Linked DNA regions of Zea mays: all the other regions are linked to region 1. Evidence: chromatin contacts called from public Hi-C data. All regions are on one chromosome and are shown on one strand. Each heading gives the region's core, a stretch centred on a gene start, on an enhancer-like site or on the middle of the called end of the contact. The rest is flanking DNA. Distances are from core to core; before and after follow the strand shown.

Region 1 (2,978 bases), core at 235-2,734:
CGTTCGCCGGCCGGAAGTCCCTCGCCGTGAGGAACCGGCCGCTGCGGGAGGAGACGTCGACCACCCGTCGCTCCTCGGGCTGGTGCGCCGGAGGCGGCGACGGCACGAAAGATTCCTGGACGCGCACCGTCACGGCCTCCGGCTCCCTGACGAACCCCCGGAAGTCGCGCTCAGTCAGGAACTGATAGTTGTGCGTGGCCGCGACGGTCTTGGGTGGCGCTGCCTCCTCCTGCGCAACCTCTCCGCTCCGCTCTTCTGCCGGCTCCTCCGCCAGGAACTCTGTTTCCTCTGCTTCGTCGTGCCGGTGTTCTTGCATGTCTGCCGCCGTCTGCAACGGAGCGAATGGTTCCAAAGGAAAGTGTGGTTCCTTCTCTTCCTCTCGTTGTCGTCCATCATCGTCTCTCGCTGCTGTCAGTTCTCTCGAAACTACCGCCGTCTCTTGTCTTGCCGCAGTGAATTCTCTCGAAACCAGCGCCGTCTCCGTTGGAACTTCGGGCATCTGGTGCTGAAACCTGAAGCTGAGGCTAGTCGCCGTCAGCGCAGGCGGCTCCGGCGCGACAGGCCCGTGCGCTGTGCCGTCGCCAACGCCGTTGTGCTCGTATGCGGTCATGCCCTCCATGAAATCCTCCTCGGTCGCCTGCATGAAGCTGAAACTGCGCATCATCTCCAGAACCCGGTCATCTCCCCTGCCCGACGCCTCCCGTTCCTCGGCGGCCGGGAGGAACCTATCGCGGCGCGCCTTCTTCCTCTCCTCCGTCTCATTGTTCCTGCAAGGGAGACAAGACCCCCAATCAGTCCGTCGTGTGCCAACGAGCGCGGCGATCCGCACGGCCGATCAGAATCCAGGGTTCATGAAAGTTTTTGAGTTGTACCTGGCAGGCTTGGAGGACGAGCCGGAGACGATGTGGATGGCGGCGACGAGCGCGACGGTGAGGAGCCAGAAGAAGAGGGGCGAGGTGGAGTACCCCACCACGGTGCGGACGAGTCCGAACGAGCCGTTCGCCGCGGCGGGGCCGCTCACGCCCGCACGGCCTCCGGCGTCCATGGCTAACCCACCGTCCGAGACAAACATGCCATGAACGGAAGCAAGGTACCCGCCGCGGCGTATGTAGCGGGCGGTGCGACGGGATGGGACGACCTACCGATGGATCCTACTACCCCCCGCTCGCTTTCTACAACGCGCCGCGGAAGGGGGGAGGGCGAAGAAAACAACTTGGCACCAGTCGTGCCCGCCCGTATCGAGCGGGCAGTGGAGAGTGGAGACGAGAGGAGAAAGAAGAGAGATAGAGTAGCGACTGGGTGCCTGGGGAGGCTCTGGCTTCAAAAGAAAGACCGCGTCGCGCTACAGGGGTTTGCCACCTACACATTCGACGTGACGCGCACGCGCCGGGCCGAACCACTACACAGACGAAGGCGTGCGACCGCGCTCGCCGGACGGACCCCGCCCGACCCAGATCAAACTGACTCCTTTTCGTTGTATGCCACTTTGGTGTCGCGGGTGGGTTAGGTTAACTCGGCCAAGTTAACAAACTCCGACCCGAACGCTGGCGCGGTGCCGTCCCCGTCCAGCCGTCCTAACCCCAAACGACCCCGTCGCCTTCCTTTTCGTTGTATGCCACTTTGGTGGATTTGCACGGCACAAGAAACGAACTTAGAGGTTCGCTGACTAACTTAATACATTTTATCTAACTTTGTAACTAAGGTTAATTATTTAATTTAAATGACTAATCTTAGATAAAGTATGATATAATTATTTAGTTAGTCACAAACCAAACAGACATTTAAAAGACATTTAAAACTTCTGATGACAACGGGGAAAATATATATTTCAGCATCGCGTCATTGGTTTTGGTTGCCTTTTCTCGACGAGTGGTACCGTTGGCGCCTTCCACCATTTTTATTATGGGTTGCTTTTCTTATAGCCGAGAGATTCTTGTCACGTAGGAGTAAATAATAATGAATGAATGAATTTGGCTCTCGTCACATACGTGCGGGAACGTGGGTTTCGCTTCTTTTTAAAACGATGCATCCGTGCGGATTTGGAAGAAAAAAGGGTGCTACGGAGTTCACTCGTTCCTCCTTTAGGTCCCCGTAAAAGCCCGCCATCCTTAGCCTAGTCAATACCTGAAGTTAATTTAGGCCTTGTTTTGGATTGAATGAGATTGGAAAAAAAATTAGTACTGATTTTGACTTACTATGAATTTTGGACATGTTTAAATATACTATAGCTAACTACTAAGATTAGCTAAAGTTATCCAAATAGTCTAGCTGTTATTTATTATTTTTACCAAATTAACCATTAGTTAGCTAGCCAACTCCACTAGCGATATTTAGCCAGCTAACTATTAGCTCTAATGCATTTAAACACCATCTTAAACTCACAAAATCCCTCCAATCCACGTGTATTGAGGTCAAACTAAGCATGCCCTTAAAGGGTAGAGCTATCGAGACAGCTTCATTTGGGCGTCGGTTAAAAAGTAGTAGGAGCTGATCTTCACACCAATCCAAATATCTCACTCCGCAACCCACCACACATTAGCCACGTAGAGATTGTATCTACATTTAGTGTTTGTTTGGAACTCGTAGAGGTAATAATTAGCTAGATAACAAAGTGTTAGATGGAATAGATGTGGATGCACCAGGTAACTATTAATAACTGACTATTAAGACTGATCCAAATACGGGGTACACATCATGCGAGGCGTACGCGAGATGCCTCCCCACGGCCATTGTTCACGGAGGCATAGCTTGCAACAGGGCATGCATTTGCATGCCGTGGTCGAGGAGAGCCAAAAATGCACATTCTCTATCCACGATGCATATCGTTCAGCAGTACACGCGCGCTGTGTGAACGTAATAAACTTGTTTTTTTTTTTTTGCTAAATACATCGCCATATGGCATTGCCTGTTAGATGACTCTTCATTTTTTGCGTGTCTAACTGTACACGATGCATACAAACGGTTTGCCACGTCTATTT
Region 2 (2,978 bases), core at 320-2,819, 210 kb before region 1:
CGCTGGCGCTTGGCCTCCAGTATCTCCTTCTGCCTCTGGAGATTGCGGTTCTTGAGGCGCAGGGCGCGCAACTGTAGCTGTTCTTCTGCTGAGACGCCGAGGACTTCACCGTCCTCGGTGAGGTCTGCGCCCTCCGGTGGTGCGAAGCCTGAGGGCCGCTGCGGTTGTCCTTCAGGGTCGCAGGTGCGGAGGGTGTCGTCTTCGCAGGCGCGAGGAACATTGTCTTCAGTGGCCTCTTGGTGGGTGGAGTGGGTGAGGGCGAGGGCCTTGCCCTTTCTTGCGGCGAGCAGTGCTGCCTTCGCAGCCTCGTCGGCCTTCGGGTTAGCTCTCTTGGGTGCCATCGCGGGTGGTTTTCTCGTAGCACGAACGGTGGACGCCAAATGTTGGAACTTGCTCTCGGTCGCGAGGGGATCCAACAAGGGTGAACAGTGGTGTCAACAGGGCACACGCGCTAGATGGCAAAAGCTCTGTTAATCCGGCCTCTCACGGGCACTGTGCAGGGGTATTTATAGGTACCTGAGCGCGCAGCGCCTTGAGCTAAGGACGCATGTGCCCTCAGCTACCTAGATTATCCCCAGAATATTCCCATAAAGCGGGGTTACAGACCGTAATTACAGGGATGTCTTTACAAATTAGGCCCGTAACGCACGGCGGCCACGCGGGGCCCGTAACGATGGGCCGGATCACACGTGGGCCTCTGAGCTGGACGAGGCTGCACTGTGGGACGCCCTTCGTCGCCAGTCTTCGTCTGGTGCGGTACATGCGAAGGGTGTCCCTGCCTGTTTTGTCTCTGTTAGCTCAGCTGCTGCAGCGAAGACTTCGAGCGAAGAGTGGCGCCTTTGCCTTTGCCCCAACAGGATGAGCTGGAGGCAGAACGTGCACCGGGGGTGCGCCTGGATTCCGCCGTTGAAGGTGCGACTGTGGGATGCGGGAGGGATGCGGCGGGCGAGCGGGATGCAGGAGGGATGAGCTGGAGGCAGAACGTGCACCGGGGGTGTGGACGCCTACAATAGACTTATAATTAGTAGTAGAGATATATATCAACTCATTAAAAATAATTCAATTTATTATTTTAAAAATAGAAGTAATAAGATTATTAAACTGTTTGGGTTCACCAGCTCCATGGATCTGCAGTAGCGACCGGCCAGGTCAGGATTCAGGAAGGAAACAAGCCAATAGGGCATGCATATCTCATTTTATCCATCAGAAAATCTATATATCCCTGCTTCCACCGTCTGGTACAGATCGACGTGCTCCGACCATGCATGGCATGGGGCGTACGTGGTCTCGTCACTTTCGTGCATATATATGATCTCTACTAGCTAATCGCCATGATTAACTACTGCATCAAAGGTCCGTCGTCTGTATAGTTACGTTCCCCATGACGACGACGACGATACGGTTTCGACGTGGCACCTACCGCGCGCGTCCGCATCACCCCTCCTTTTTCCGATCCCTCTGCGCGGCTGCACCTCCCACCCACCGCGCGGCGCGGTGCGGCCCTGCGCGCCACTCCGCTACTGGCTGCTACAACACGCTGCGGCCGCTACCGCGCTATCTACTTAACCGGCTCATCACCTGCTCCGGCTCTTCCGATCGTCTCTCGCTTTCGCTCACAACGCGCGCGCGCGTCGGCACAAGCTCACTTTACGCGCGCGAGAGAGCACAGGCACGGGCACGACTCCACTCTCTCGCGCGGCTAGGTGTAGGTGTAGTGTAGCTAGCACGCTCCAGTCCCCCGGGCCATGTCGTCGGCGGCGGCGGCTCCCCGTGTGCCCGGGGCCGCACGGAGGCTGTCTCAGTCTCCGAAGCCGCCTGGAGCCAGGGACAAGGAGCCGCCTCCGCCGGCGTCGGCCAGGAGAAAGAATCTGCTGCCGTCGCCGGCGTCGGCCAGGGGCGCCGCGGCGTCCATGCTACTGCGCCGTGCCGCAGTCGCCGGTGGTGGGCGGGGGAGCAGCTACGTGCACCCGTCGTCCTCGCTCAGCGTCTCGTGCGCGTCGGAGGCGTCCACCGAGTCATTCTGCAGCCGGGCGTCCACGGGCCGGATCGGCCGCCGCCCCGCGGGCCCGCCCGCGGGGGCTCCCCGGCGGAGGGCGGCGGGCTCTGCCGGACCTCCCTCCGCGCGGCCGGCGGCGGCGGCGTCGGCGTCCAGGAAGGTCGCTAGTAGCGGCGTCGTGCCAGGCGGCGGTGCAGCGGCCACTACTGTTCACCATCAGGCGGTGCCGCCGGTGGTAGCAGGCGGCTTGTTGAACGGAGAACCCACCGCGGCGGCGTCAGCGGGGCCGCCGAGGTGCCCCTGGATTACCCCTAACAGTGGTAGGTGGTCAAAACAAATCATTCATGAGCTTATTTATGGCTATTTTCGGTAAGGTCAAGACACATTTGCTAGCTTATCGTATGTATACGAAGACCTACAACATATATACTAGACACTTTAGACGACTGCTTTTCACCTTTAATTTGTCATGAACTCATGATAGACATCATGCATATATATTCTTAGATTATTACATCTAGATTAACAGATATCAATTGTAACAATATACATACGTACACAGTTAGTGCCAGCCCCCCCCCCCAACCCCCCAATCAATTTGGTTGGAGAGATCAGAGCATGTACAACACACATAAATGTCTTACATATCTTAAAGGGTATTAAAAACACAAGAGACAATATCTTGTAAAGGAACGTCTCTGGCACAGTTCTCTAAGTCTAGATACGGTTCCACACATACAACTCACGTAAATGAGTCGTACTCAAGAGGCTCTAGTGAATAAAATATAAGGCTTAGATATATTGGATTGTATGAAGGGGTTTCTTAGGTGTATCTAGTGCTTAAAGAACCATAATATAGTATCTAGTTTGTATATGCCATTAGGTAGAAGTGAAGACGCGGCTGGTCTAGTAAGGAATGCTTGCCTACATTTAGAGAAACGGTGGTCATGCATTTTTTTTCGCTTTTTATGGTTGGAGATTT
Region 3 (2,978 bases), core at 319-2,818, 170 kb before region 1:
GGGCTCCTAATATATATATATATATATATATATATATATATATATATATATATATATATATATATATATATATATATATATATATATATATATATATATATTAGTGTCCCCTAGGCCATCTCTAGAAGGTCATGTAAAAGTAAAACATTATTTTATACTGTAAATTGCACTGTTTAGAGAGTAGAACTTAAAATAGAAGATGAGATAGTGAGTCTATTAGAGATAGTCTTAGGATATATACCCAACATAAATGACCAACATGCTATGGCAACCTGTTTGAGTTGGCTATGGTAACATATTGAGTTGTCCATTTTTTTTCCGAACGAACTAGTTTTTCCAGCTTGTATAGGGAAATGATGTGTCAATAAACAATTCAAAATTCATTGGTCCAGAGTTAAAAGCTTTTGCCGAATTTGTGTGAATTTTCAGAATCAAAAGTTGAAGAAGTTGTAATAAAGTTTTGACTTGCAGATCTTTTCAAAAGGAAGTTCAGAGTTTTGAATTCCTAACCAAACCGGTGGAAAGTTTTCTCCGAAGAGATTTTTAGTGTGCGGAATTTTCCGATCCCGATTTAACGTTTTTCAAATTGAATTCCGCAGTTCGGCACAAGTACTTGGATCATGGTATTTTGTTCAAAATCGAAAGGGATATAATTTGATTTAGGATGTTTTCAAACGAGTTTGAATTTTTTTCCTAAGATTTTTCCATTGTGTGGGTGAGAGGAGTATATATACACATTTTGTTATATGTATGCATCATTCGGCTCCATTAATTTCAGCCAAGAAAAAAAAACATTGGTAAAAGAACGAACGAACAAAGAATTTCTGAACAAACGCGACCGGACCATCTTCTGATCCGGCGATCCTGCGAAAGAACGGTATCCGTTTCAGTGGCTGGTTTCCATGAGCTTGACGAACTCGCGGAAGTCGATCCTGCCGTCCTTGTCCTCGTCATACGCGTCGATCATGCGCTGGCACTCCGCCTCGGCGGCGGCGGAGACGCCGGACTCGAACCCGAGCGACGTGAGCACGGCCCGGAGCTCCGCGGCGTCGATGAACCCGTCGCCGTCGCGGTCGAAGACGGCGAACGCCTGCCTGGCCTCCTCCACTGTCGCCTCTTCCTCCTCGAACAGCGCGGCCGCCTCCTCGAACCCGACGGACTCGGCGCCGGCGCCCATCAGCCCGAGCACCGCGTCCAAGTCGACGGCGGCGGCAGCGGCGGCAGCGGGCTTAGCCGGGGACGGAGACGGCGGTGCCGGGGCGGTGGCAGGGGCGGCGTCGCGGCGGCGGGCGGAGGAGGATGAGGAGGAGTAGGACTTGATGACGGTGGTGAGCCAGAGGAGGATGGCGTTGATGGAGAGCGTCAGCACCGCCTGTGCCACGGACACGTTGTAGGACGCGGTCGGCGCGGAGGAAGAGGCCATCTCCATCGCAGCTGCAGTTGCAATTGCAGCGGTGTCTGTCTCTGGGAATCGGGTCCTGTAGCAGTTGCAGTTGCAGTTCGGCGACGGCGAGCTCCTTCCTTCGCTTTGCCTCCTTCCGCTGGGTTTGGGCGTTTGATGGCTTGATGATGATCCGTGGGCGCGGCGTGTATATATATCTGCGGGAGGAGGACTGGAGGAGGCGAGGGGCGCGGAAGGCGAGAGGCGAGACGAACTGGAGAGACAGGTCACAGGCGGCCTTGTCGTGCGCTGACTGACGGAAACGCGAAAGCGGCCGGGGCCCGGGAGAGAGCGAGACGGTTCGCGACGCGCTGGCAGCTTCGCGGAAGGAGACGAGGCCGTTGTGGTGGAGGAGTAGAAGCGCGCGGGGCCGGAGCGTCGGTCGTGGGGGAGCGGGTGGAGCCGGCGTCTTCCGCGCGGGTTCGCGGTGGCGTGGGAAATGGGATGGGACGTCGCCGTCGACGGGCGGAGACTTGTTGACCCAGGCGCGTCCGTCTCCACTGATCTCCCCCAGTCTTGGAGTTGGAACGGAACGAAGAAATTCCACGCAGATGCAGCGTCCCTCTGCGTTGCGCTTTTGCCACTTCATTGGAGTTTGGTACGGCGGCTGGACGGACGTGGGTGGAGGCGTGGAGCGAAGGACGACGATTGGTGTGGTCCAATGGATTGACCGCCCTTTTGCGGTCGGATGGACGGAATTGATGTGTAAATTTCGTGCCAAAAATCTTTTCACGAAAAACGCCCAAGCCTTAGTTTACCTCTCCTACTAGCAGCGGAACAAAGGACTTTGAATCAAGAAATACATAAATATCATCATCTTATATATATATATATATAGTTGTCCGTGCGTTGCCACGGCTTACAACAATACACACGTAAATTATCTATCAAAAAAATTCAAGATTTTTTATTGATTGTCTCCGCTCTCTGTATAATATATTTTTTGATTTTGCTAACTCCATGCAAATATGTCTTGGTACAACACGATCAATAAAGTGAGCGATTAGAAAAGAGTTCACAATGATCCGCTGAATGAACAGAGATTATAAAATGGCATAATTCAATCATACAGAGACCAAATAAGAGAAAGTTTGTGAGATCAATTTATAAAATAAGTCCCATGAAGTCAAACTTATAAAAAAGATAAATCAAAATATGGAGTGATTGCTAAAGTCAGGCATCAATAAAAACTGGATGCGCTCCATATAAATTACGCTACTTCGTAGCAATTACTAACGTTTAAAACCAACAAATAACCTTTCATTTTGCTGTTAGTGTGACAAATTATCGTTGCTCCATCCAATTCAGCAACCTCAAACACCATGTAGTCCATTGTGCCAATGTGGTCTCAGAAACGACCTAATGCTTGCAAGAGCAAATAACGTCATGTCGTGTTTGGCTGTAGCCTCGGCCCGTAGTGCTAGCCCGGTTCGACACGATTATTTTTTTTTATTTTACAAAAAAACGTATATATATACAATTTATATTCAATATTAAAAACATCTTAGCGTGATGTTCTACTGGTTAGACAGTTCAC
Region 4 (2,978 bases), core at 127-2,626, 130 kb after region 1:
GTTGGTTGCTAAATGTATAATATACCAACCTATCATTGGTCGCTAAATGTACAACAATAACAACAACCGATGGTTGGTCGCTAAAAATATATCGGTCGCTAAAGTCTTAGCAATGACACTTACAACATCCATCTTTATGGGTCACTAAAGATCTTAAGCGACCAACCGTAGGTCACTGAAGGAGCTTTTAGAAACCAACCGTAAGTCATTGCAAATGAACCGTCGTACAATGATGTTGATGCGGGTCAGCAGTATCGGGTCGACCCTTCCCTTTCGCCGGTTAGCTTGGCACGAGACCTACTCATTTGTCCCGCCTCGCGGGGTTGCTCGGTAGAGGGTTGGTCGTTCGCTCTGCCTCGCGGGGTTACTCGGTAGAGACTTGGTCGTCCGCTCTGCCTCGTGGGGTTGCTCAGTAGAGACTTGGTCGTCCGCTCTGCCGGGGTTACTTGACAGAGACTTGGTCGGTGGACCGTTTTAAGGAGTTTCTTGAGCTTTGTTTGGACACCCCGTTCCCAGGTGCCCCATAATGTCCATGCTCTGCCCGCGCTCGTGACTGCCGCTACCGTCCAACTGCCACCGTTGACTCCATGTGCAAGCTATGTCCGCGCTGAAGGCAAAAAAATGGAGCAGTGATATCAAGCGGAAGCTCATCTGCCAGATTTACCGGATGACGAGTGCACTCTGAAGTTCAGTGGATGTTTTAGCGTTCGTTATTGGAGCCTTACAGAATGACCAGTGGCGGTCCTAACATTTTAGAGGCCTGATACAAGGTTTTAAATAGAGGTTCTTCAAATTATTTTTAATATATAAATGTTACTAATTAAATACTCAAAATACATCTAAAAATATTTATATCAAATAATAAATAAATAAAAGGATATATATATATATATTATAGTATCACCTTGAAATTTTCTTCTAACATGTTTAGATATTCATTACTTTTTTACGGGCTATTGGATCACATGACTAGAATTGGACCCTATAAATTCAGAGGCCCGGGCGATCGCCCCTCTGCCCCACCCTCAGCGCCACCACTGAGAATGACGTGAACTGGTAATTATAGCGGACAATAACTTTTAATGTGTATTGTTGAAGACAGTAATATATTTACAATGATATAAGGTACCTAGTAAAAATATAGTGGTATGGAAAGAACTGTTAGGATGCACGGAGTAGGACGATACTGGGGTGGGTCTGAAGGTATTTGCAGCAGTTTATTTATTTTTATCTCCTATTTTAAACACTGTAAAACTTTGTCTTGTTTCTAAAAAACTGTTTCGAAGCGTTGTAGTTTATTTGTTTATAAAACAGTTTATTCGTTTGGAAGGTATCTGCTTGCGAATTGCGATAGCGAGACTCATGCAGGCACACAAGGGGGAGTTCCCGAGTCCACGGCTGCACACGTCGTCGCCTCCTCTCCACTCGCACACTCGCACCCTGCGTCCGCCTGCCGCCTACCCCAGGCGGCCCCCTCCCATCGCCATGCCTCCGTCCGCCGCCGCCACCGCCGCCGCCTTCCTCTTCCCGGCCGTCGCGATCCCCTGCCGCGTGTTCCCTCAACGGCGGGCGAGGAGCCTCGCCGTCCGTGCCGTCGCCTCCCCTCCAGCCTTCGCGGTCAAGCCCGCCCCGCTGCCCTCCAAGGTGCGATCGTCCAGCGCTTACTCATTTGCTAGCAATGTACTGTTCGCTGGCTCGGTTGCCTGTCTGGTTGAACTCAGTGCCTTACTGAGATCGCTGTGTTGGGCGGTTGAACAGGTAGCGGAATAAGCCCAGATTCGTTGCGCTTGGTTGGAATGCGAACTGCTTCGATGTGCTTTGAGATCCCATATTGCAGGGCACATGGGGTTGCGATTCCGAACTTCTTATGGTTAATTAATTAGTAACATAATGGCTATTTCCGTTATCTTCGAGTCTATACTATACACTAGCCCTATTCTCATTCGCTGAAATATGGGGGTGGGTGGTGCAGGTCCTGAAGAAATTGCCATGTCCACAAAATGAAAATGCAATAACTCTTTAGCTCTTATCTTGTAGGGAATACATTATACGCTTTAATGTTAGTTTTAGGTTTGAAACGCTACCGGCAGGCAACATGCATCATACATGGTTAACCTTAGTCGGGGTTTGTGATTGTAATATATCTTCTCTTCTTCACATTTTGGGAAATCATTGGAAAGAGGGTGAGTGTTGAAATATGAAGTGTACAAATATAAAGTGAACTGCCACCTTCCCCATCAGCTTATTGGTTTGAATTAATCATGTATGTAACTTAATAGTAATAATAAATGATTGTTAACCAGATATTTCTTTGATTCCTTAGAAGAACTGAGCACTTAGGGCCAGGGGAGCTCAGCCAAATGATATTTTACAGAGAAGTTATGGTAGAGTATGATCCTATGTAATGAACTGAGCGGTTGGGAGCTGAGAAAACTAGGGGCATATTTGGATGTGCAGTAAGCTTTGCTTGCCTGGCCTCGCTGCTAGTCAAGGCTAACCTTGCCCATTGTGGCAAGCCAATTCGGCTCTCTCGCTCCAGCAAGAAAAACTAGCTTGTACAAGTATGGAGGCAACACGACAAGGTAACCAAACATGTTTCTATATCCTGTTTCTGGCTGGTCAAGGCGAGGCAAGGCTCACATATGGAACCAAAAGTGCTCTCACTTGTCCTAATTCTTTTCCTACATAGTTTATCATAGAGAACCATTTCTCCCTGAGAATCACTTCCTACATATAATCAGGAGTAGAAGCCTTAGCAGCCATGTTACCGGAAGGGAATGGGAACATGGACTGATACTTTATAATGTTTTTATACTGTGGGAATGTAATTGTTCCTGGTAATGTGAATGTTCTTGCAACGATGTTCCCGAAATGGGGAACGTGGCCATGTTCCACGTTTCCGGCTGCTAAGGCAGGAGCCCTAGTAAACTGGCCTCAAGTTTTACATCATTTGAACCACGAACTTAAGAACTTTCAAG

What was found. A called contact is a pair of places that touch in the nucleus more often than the background predicts.
Region 2: a Hi-C map of ear shows a contact between it and region 1, with 5 times the contacts expected there. The contact joins the promoter of LOC103649150 here to the promoter of LOC103647431 in region 1. A contact is called at or near these places in 5 of 25 Hi-C or Micro-C datasets (bundle sheath, ear, leaf and 1 more).
Region 3: a Hi-C map of bundle sheath shows a contact between it and region 1, with 2.9 times the contacts expected there. The contact joins the promoter of LOC100284831 here to the promoter of LOC103647431 in region 1. A contact is called at or near these places in 2 of 25 Hi-C or Micro-C datasets (bundle sheath and tassel).
Region 4: a Hi-C map of ear shows a contact between it and region 1, with 2.1 times the contacts expected there. The contact joins the promoter of LOC100193730 here to the promoter of LOC103647431 in region 1. A contact is called at or near these places in 4 of 25 Hi-C or Micro-C datasets (ear, leaf and tassel).

What each region holds. Positions count from the first base shown.
Region 1 is chr2:186,646,437-186,649,414 of Zm-B73-REFERENCE-NAM-5.0, reverse strand. LOC103647431 reads right to left here and starts at 1,484. Exons shown (of 5, transcript XM_008671972.3): 1 at 873-1,484; 2 at 1-767. The coding sequence starts at 1,072.
Region 2 is chr2:186,858,698-186,861,675 of Zm-B73-REFERENCE-NAM-5.0, reverse strand. It overlaps LOC103649150 (DNA glycosylase superfamily protein), which reads left to right and starts at 1,569. Exons shown (of 5, transcript XM_008673484.4): 1 at 1,569-2,316. The coding sequence starts at 1,746.
Region 3 is chr2:186,816,821-186,819,798 of Zm-B73-REFERENCE-NAM-5.0, reverse strand. It overlaps LOC100284831 (Calmodulin-like protein), which reads right to left and starts at 1,568. Exons shown (of 1, transcript NM_001157726.2): 1 at 738-1,568. The coding sequence starts at 1,429. The coding sequence ends at 887.
Region 4 is chr2:186,512,134-186,515,111 of Zm-B73-REFERENCE-NAM-5.0, reverse strand. LOC100193730 (alpha/beta-Hydrolases superfamily protein) reads left to right here and starts at 1,376. Exons shown (of 4, transcript NM_001138818.1): 1 at 1,376-1,644. The coding sequence starts at 1,486.